Linked DNA regions of Mus musculus: region 1 is linked to region 2. Evidence: chromatin contacts called from public HiChIP or PLAC-seq data. All regions are on one chromosome and are shown on one strand. Each heading gives the region's core, a stretch centred on a gene start, on an enhancer-like site or on the middle of the called end of the contact. The rest is flanking DNA. Distances are from core to core; before and after follow the strand shown. Region 1 overlaps Mecom (MDS1 and EVI1 complex locus). Region 2 overlaps Mecom (MDS1 and EVI1 complex locus).

What was found. HiChIP or PLAC-seq counts read pairs in DNA pulled down with a chosen protein or histone mark.
Region 1: a contact with region 2 is called in a FOXA1 HiChIP or PLAC-seq map of pancreatic cancer cells. The contact joins two enhancer-like sites. A contact is called at or near these places in 1 of 484 Hi-C or Micro-C datasets (nephron progenitors) and 2 of 115 datasets of contacts at active chromatin or transcription factors (kidney and pancreatic cancer cells).

Annotation. Positions count from the first base shown.
Region 1 is chr3:30,466,604-30,470,825 of GRCm38.p6, reverse strand. The region is part of intron 1 of Mecom (MDS1 and EVI1 complex locus); the gene reads left to right. Among named protein-coding and RNA genes, the nearest start is that of Mecom, 41 kb to the left of the region's middle. Within about 2 kb of position 2,580, at least 21 of the 459 cell types and tissues checked have an H3K27ac peak or open chromatin away from gene starts, as enhancers often do. A contact at or near this core is called in pancreatic cancer cells, where this site is marked.
Region 2 is chr3:30,104,345-30,108,172 of GRCm38.p6, reverse strand. All of the region lies in intron 2 of Mecom (MDS1 and EVI1 complex locus), which reads left to right. Among named protein-coding and RNA genes, the nearest start is that of Mecomos, 86 kb to the right of the region's middle. Within about 2 kb of position 2,457, at least 82 of the 459 cell types and tissues checked have an H3K27ac peak or open chromatin away from gene starts, as enhancers often do. A contact at or near this core is called in pancreatic cancer cells, where this site is marked.

The DNA.
Region 1 (4,222 bases), core at 1,331-3,830, 360 kb before region 2:
TGAGAAGTGGAAATGTTTGTGTATACCAGACGGTGTGTCTGGCTACCTTGAGGGTAGACTCTCAAGGGAGAGTCCCTGTTTGGTCTGGGAACACAGCTCTGTGTTTATCACCGGGGAAGGCCTGGGGCTGAGTGACAATGAGCAGGCACAAGCATCAGGACAAGCCTCTGTTCTAAATGTCTGTCTCATTAGGAGGACTAGAAACATCTTCCTCCCCCTAGCATGCTTCCCTGAGATAGAGCAACCCAAAGATTTGATCCTGTCAGAGGGGGCAGTCAGCTCTGTGAGACTGCATACTTGAGGGGACCTGCTTTTCAGTGGAGGTCACACGCAGTGGGTGTCATTTCTATGGCAGCAACTCTAGCTGCCTGTAACTTCTCCTCTCTGGTCACTTTCCGGCACCTCCCTGCCAGGACAGAATGGTTGGCCTACTTCAGAGGGCTCTGCTCAATCCAGTCTCACTTCCTGAACTAAAATCGTTTTCGACATAAACATTCAAGAGGGTGGTGTATCATGCAGGTGGAGAGACACCACGATCAGGAGAGACTACCCACTAGCCTATGTAGTATTTATTTCAGCTTTTATGAAGGGAGGCTTTATTCAAGCCATGCAAGAATCCACCCGTTTCCCAGTAGTGAAGTACTACTTACTACACTGTTAAGTGGACTGCTGGGAGATGTGGAACCCCAGACCCTGTGCCTTCATTTCCGTGGTCAGGCCCAGGCTGGGAGAACATGCATAACGACTGTTAAAGATCAGACCCCTAATGGAATCAGAGATGTTAGAGGAGGATAGCAAATGATACAAACTAGGTTGAGAGTCACTAAGTAGTCCTGTTTAACAAGAGTCATCAAAGTTGAAGGCAGTCTGGAATGTGCAGTTTAAAAATAGTCAAGAAAGTACAAAGAAAAGAGGTGAGTGGGAAATACATGTGCACATACACACACACACACACACACACACACACACACACACACACACACACACACTGCTAGTGGATTCAAAGTGCATGTATGCTTGTACACGTACACTTGGGTTTTATGAGACCCAACATTCTTCTTCTCTGTAAAGATTTGTAGCTGTTTTCTGAGTAGGGGAGACAGTTCAGCAAGTAAACGGATTTCTGCCTAGCTTCATGACCTTACCTGGATGCCAGGGACCCACTTGGTGGAAGGAGAGAAAGGACTTCCACTAAGCTATCCTCTGACCTGCACACACGTGACATGAAATAGCTTGTGCATGCACATACTAAAATATAATGAAAATTTACTGGCCAGCTTCTTGTCTTGTTTTTAGAGAAAGAGATTAAGGGGCGAGTTGGGCACTGCCATGTTCTGTGCATCTAAACAAGGCAAATCACCATCCACCTGCCAAAAACTTAGTTCCATAAGAGTTGCCAACCTCAGTCCCTCCCTTCACAGGATGAGGATGTGTGCTGTCATTGGCGTGTCATTTCCATGTGCACCATCAATTCCAGGAATACTTGTTTCCTCAGTGAAGAGTGTAGAGTGCCCATTCCTTACTACGGAGTATGACACGTTTGAATAGAGGCACTGGGGCAGCTTCCTGGACAGCTATGGTCACGGTTACACACTTTCAATGTTATCTTTGTGGGTTTGAGGAGACTTGAGTGGTTCTGGGTCCCTGTAGGTGGATTGTCTGGGCTCACTCTCCAATCAGCAGGTGCTGACCATTTGGAGAATGGTTTGAGAGAACTGTTACCCCTCCATTCAGGGGTATGAAGAAGGGCTTCACCTGTAGTTCTCATTGTGACTTGACTCATGCCTGATGCTGCTTCCTTCCTTGTTTTAGGTGCCACATAGATGCAGAAGCAGTGTGCTTGATGTCAGGAGGTCTCCCCTTTCTTCTCTGTCTCCCCATTCTTCTCTCCTCCGACCCTTTCTCTCCCCCATTTCTCCCTCTCTTTCCTTATGTCCTCTCCTCCACACTTTGGGTATCAAACCCGGGACCTTGTACCTATTAGGCAAGTGCTGAATCATTGTGCTACATTCCCAGCTCTCTAACTTTCTTCTCATTCTTTACATCTCATCTTTGGCTCAGTGGAGAATTTCTTTCTGGGAGCAGAGCTGGCCTGGGAGGAGACAGTGAAGTAAGGAAGTTCTTGGCTCTGAATTACACACTGTTCTTCCCTCTAGTGACCATGACCTGGGGCAGTCGGAGCCCACAGGCTGTTCTCTTAAGCATCCTGTGATATGGTCTGAGAGTCCTCGAGGACATGGTTTCTTTTACTAGTGTTTGATCTTATCTTGAAAACTCCGGTGCCAGGGTAGTGCCAAGCACACAATAGGAGCTCATAAAAGACAAGTGATGGGGGTGATGAACCAGATTTACAAACTCTTGCCGTCTTGACGGTTTTATTCTGACCAAAAAAAAAAAAAAGTCTCAATAATAAGTGAGCTAATCTTTGCAGAAAGGCAGAGGTTGGAGTTATGGGATATGCTTATTACTAATTACAGCACCTGCTCTTACTTAGTCTGAAGTACCCTCTCTGCCCTGTGAGGCCCAAGCCATGTGGGACATTTGGTATGCAGAGTTCCGAGACCAGAAGTGACTAGAGTCTGACTCACTTCGTTTAAGGATGAAGTGACATCTGTTACTGTTGCTGTGACAGCTCATAACAGTCAATATGGATACAAAGGGCTGAAATTGTCATCCTTATTTTGTTTCCAGCATTTGTAGTGCTGGGACTCTGACCCAGGACCTTGGTATGCAAGGCATTTGCTCTGCCACTTGTCCACACCCCCAACTCAACAAATTGTCAACTTTTAAGCTTGGCACCTGATATCTCCCATTTAAAAACTTTGTTTAAATTTATCTACGTGTCAGTGAGTGTGCATGTATGTGCTTGCACTCATGTGCAGGGGTTGGTTCTCTTCTTCTACCATGTGGGTCCTGGGGATTGAACTCAGATCTTTAAGCTTGGCAGCAAGCACCCTCACTCATCAAGCCACCTCATCAGCCCGCTTACAGTTCTTAAGAAGGCTTCTGCTTCATCTCTTTGGATTTTGCCTTCCCTGGGAGGGAAGTGAAGCCTGGAGCTGACTGTATCACAGCAGAGCCCTAATGGAGTGAGCCAAGAGATGGGCAGGTTGAGGAGTTTCCCATTAAACAGCTCCCACTTAAGCATCTTTCTTTCCAGAAACACAGGTAAACAGATAAACCCAACTGTTTATCTGCTCTGCCTCCGTGCTCGCTGGCTGCTGGCACTTACTGCCTGTTATTGAAAGGTTTTACAAGAAGAGCTCTCTTTTAATGACTGACACTGAGACTGGGGTGTAGCTCAGCTGGAAGTGTGCTTGCCTAGTATACACATAACCCGTCTTCCACCCCCAGGGCTGTGTAAACCAGGAGAGATGGTGCATGCCTGTAATCTCAGTGCCAGCGAGATGGGGAATTTCAAGGTTATTGTTGGGTGTATATGAAGAGGTTAGCTCTTGGACTGTTAAGTACTTAAGAAATATCAGGTGAACTAAGTTTCAAGCCGGTGTTATCTTTCACACCAGCCTATTTCATCTGTTTCGATTCCTTTACAAGTTTGAATCACAATCTAGGAGAGTTATCATAGACTTTCTGATATGAAAGGGAATTTGGAGAGCATCTGATTCCCTGCCTGACTGTTGATTAGGAATTCAAGTCACAGAGAGGCGAAGTGGCTTCCCCAAGGTTACAAAGCTCACTAAAGTCAACTTCAAACCCCACATCTTTTCTTCTGTATTTGTATTTTTTATGTTGCTTTTTTATTTTTTGAAATGGCTCAAAATCACAACATTTTGCTTTTTTATCTCCATCTACTTTTTACAGAACAGGAAACAAAGACATTTCCTACAAATATTTAGATCCCAAGTCCTTATTGAATGCTTATCGTGGCTAGTACTGGCTTGCTTAGAATTGTCCATGTCACAGGCCTGGACCTTCACTCGCTCCACTAATCTGAAGCCTGGCTTCACCCAGATAAAAGCAATAATAGGTGCTATCTGCCTCTCATATTTTGCCCCCGCCGGGATATTTTGGCTGTGGTTATTTCCGGAGTCCATGGAGACAATCTTGGATGAATGACTTTTTAATCACAACTTTGCCACCAAAATAACTCCTTTTAAAAGTGTCCCAATGTGTTCAACAGACATGCATCAGACAGCATCAGGAAAAGTGGGAGCAGGCAGCATGATTAGATGAGGAAAAAGAAAAAGAGCAGAAAGATTTA
Region 2 (3,828 bases), core at 1,208-3,707:
CTGAAATATCCCACATCATAATGAAGGCAGGTTTGCAGAACTCTTGTAAATACTTGAGCCCCTGCAATTGAAGACAGCAGACAAAGGCGGCTTTGGGGTCTCCTGCAGACTTTGGAGGGGTCGCTCTGTCAGGCTGGTGCTCCAAATGAATTTGGCAATATATTATTCTGCACTTGTTGAGTGGAACATGCAAAAATCGCCCAGTTGGGGTTTTTTGCTGTCCTGAGTTTACACTCCTAGTAACAAACAGGTAACCTTGGGTGTTTTGAGTATTTTTCAAAGTAACCTTGTCATGTCATTCTACTGGTATTGGCCAGTCCATTTTCCCATACCTGTGTGGAATTTGACCCTCTATTTTCAAAAAACTAAACCAACAAAACAAAACAAAACACTAAAACCAAAACCAAAACCAAACCAAACAAAACCTAAACCTCAAATTAACCTGTAACTTTTTTTTTTTTTTTTTTTTTTTTGTCAATTAAATGGTTTATTCAATCAGATGGGAGACCAAACCTGCTTGGGAATATCTATAAAGAATTTTTTTTACAATATTGTAGTTTTTCTTATAAAAACACTTAATTGAAATGCCTAAGAGCTGCCCAGCCCAAAAGTCAATAAAAACCCTAGAATAGAGTTTATAAGGGTTGTCTATGTACATAATTAAATCCTTCAGGCACTTTAAAACTCTGCAAAATAAATGGTTATGCAAGAATAGCCTGCTGAGAGAAGAAACGCTTGTATCAGCTTTAACCAGCTACCCTGTGTTCCGTCTTTCTGGGCTGGAATGAGAAAGCTATTAGAATCCTGGAGGACTGCGGGCCACATACAAATCATCTTTGTTACTCACACTTGGGGGGTACTTTATAGTGGCTGTCAAGACCAATACAAAACATGGTTTGTGTCTGAAAAAGTCAAGTGCCATTACTTAAGAAAGAAGATACTAGCTACCCAAGTCAGTGACCAACATCCAGGATGTTTACTGAGTTTCCTTGTTAGAGAGAGGTACAGGTTTATTATTGCGCCCGACTGAAGTAGACTGACATGCAGGTTTGCATTCTAGATTTGATGGGCCAGCAAAGGTTAATTACTTGCCGTGATCTATGTGGAGCAGGAATAAAGGAGATGAACCATATTTCGATTTCATCAACGTTCTTCGGGGAATATATAAAAGGATGCTATTATTATGTGTGGGTAGGGGTTGGTGCGAAGGGGCGGGGGCATTAAAAAGAAAGTTGTCTAATGAATGTAGCCAATAGAAAAGTCCAAGGTTTTTTTTCTCCCCCCTGGCCCCTCCAAGTTATGATAAATGATAGCACACGGGAAAGATAACCTAGCAGGAGAGTGGGATCGCCAAGGCCAAATACTAAAACTCCCAGCTGACGGGGCTCATACACTGCAGCCTCTGTTCATGTTTATTTTTTCTGCTCACTCTTGGTTTCGTCAATCAGTATGATAGACGATAAGTCCTGACTAGAGCGGCCCGCGTCCTGCTCTCTCACGGTGGGTAGCATGTTGTGGTTGGCGCCGCGCAGTCGGAGCATCGCCCGCACCCGGAGCAGCAAGGGATGAGGTTCGAGCAACTTCCAGCAGCCAACTCCTTGGAGAATACCAAACAGGAACGTTATCAGCAGAGAGTGGGGCTGCCAAGAAACTGACCACACATTAGTACCTTTGTTTGGGTAGAGTCTAAAGGGGCTGTAGCTCAGACTTGAGACACTTTCTGTTAAATCATCCCTGGTGTTAAGTGTTAAAAGAGAAGCTTGTTAAAAAAAAAAAAAAAAGAAAGAAAGAAAGAAAGAAAGAAAGAAAGAAAGAAAGAAAGAAAGAAAGAAAGAAAGAAAGAAAGAAAGAAAGAAAAGAAACCAGGGCTGATGGCCCCAGGCAGTCCTGTGACAAGACTCTTCCCAGTTAGAGACTGAATTTGTGGACTTCCTGAGCTGAGGTATATAAATGGACATCAATTTAAAGAAAAGGAAAGAAATCCTTTTTAGTCTCCTCTTTACTTGTAAATGCATCTTTACTTGTAAATGCACACTATCTGCAGCAAAACAGCATAAAAATTCCTGCAAAAAGAAGTCTGTGGGCACAGTGGGGGTTGGGGGCTGAAACACTTCTTAGGTCGCCAACAGCTCATCAGATAAATGGAATTTCCTGACTGCTATCCACAGATACTAATGTTGTTTATTTAATCCCTCAGAACTAACACTCTGCATTTCTTCCTAAATTGTTGGTTGTTTTTTGTTTTTTGTTTTTTCCCCTCTATTTCTCTATTTCAGACACTGGAAACTTTTAGAAACATTTTGATATCACTATTTTTTTTCTTAGTTCATTTTGTAGGAGCTTAGTGAGTATTTAAAAAAAAAAATCAAGAATGTCCTGACTTGATGCAGTGAAGGAGCCAAAGTGAAATTCTTTTGATATCTCGTGATGCAACCAGTGGCCAGACATTTCCTGTTCAGCGTTTCCCCCTGGGAATTCGGGTTTTCTTCCTTAAGAACACATGCACTGGACATCTCCAGCACTGCCCTGTCTGAAATTTCAAATGAGTGACCCACACCTTCCCTCCAAAGTGTTGCTTCACAGTAGGAAGGGAATGTAAACCGGACAGCTGGCTGCCTACACAGCTTTTCTTTGCTTCAGAAACTTTGTGGACTTGCTAGAGAGTGCTCCTTCCTACCTTCAGACTCGGTCCCTAAACAAGGCAAGCATTTTCTCATTCCGACTTCGCGTCCCTGGTGCAGTCCCTTGGAGCTGCTGATGTCTGTTAAGCTGAAACTCAACACGGGAATATTAGTTTTATTTCGGTTAATTATGTTACTAAGAGCTCATGAACCTTAAGATTTAGGGCTGGTCTGTTTCTAGTTAGGCTGCCAAGTTTTCGGCTTGATGGAGGGGGTCTGTTTCATTCTCCGTGGCCTCTGCACCTCCGTAACCCCTGACTTCCTCTTTTCCTGGATCGCAAGTTTACGTTCTCCCCTTCTGTGAGAAGATTGAATGCTTATTCAACTCTGAAATGACTATGGTCACAAAATATCAACAGTGATTTTTAATAGATCTGTGCCTATCAAAATATTGTTGCTGAATAACAGGGTAGAGGTAGTTGTGGCTGCTGATAGTAAGGAATCCGACTGTTAATAAAAAGCAGACAGGGGCTTGAAACAGTACTTCCAGAGTTGCAATTTAGACACTTTATATTACTTTATTTAGTGCAACACCTGCAGCTACTCACATTGCTGGTGGCTGAAATAATCCAGGTCCACACAGGGAGAGTATTAGAATTTCATTGTGCTATTTGTGCTTACTGTTTAAGCCCTCCTCATAGGGGAAAGCATTAGCTAAGTGTACAGTAGATAATAAAAAACGGGATTTGGCTCATCTGTGGCCCTTAAATCTGCCTAGTAAAAACCTCCCTTTGTAATTAGTATCTGACTTCCCTTGTACCTCTGCTGGGCACCTGGGGGTGGGCAGTGCCACAAGCTGCCACTTGTTAACGTTTAGTCAGTTGTCCCCACAGTTTGTGGATTTTATGATCAGGCCCTCTTCTGAGCCTTGGCCAGTGTGAACTTCCTAAGCTTTCTGCAGATGCTATAATGGATTTCGGATGGAAGATGATTGTACCTCAACAGGACAAAGAAGGTGCTTCACATTAAAGCAATAATACAAAGTCATTCTTCACCTTTAATTGACAGCCCAATTTAGATTTCAGAGGATGCTTTCTAGTGATGTTCTATTTTAATGTGAACTCCAAAGGGTTGATAAACATCAGTATATAGGTGTAAAGAGTTCAAATCAAAAAGTTTCCTCATCCAGGCCAGAGAGAGAGAGAGA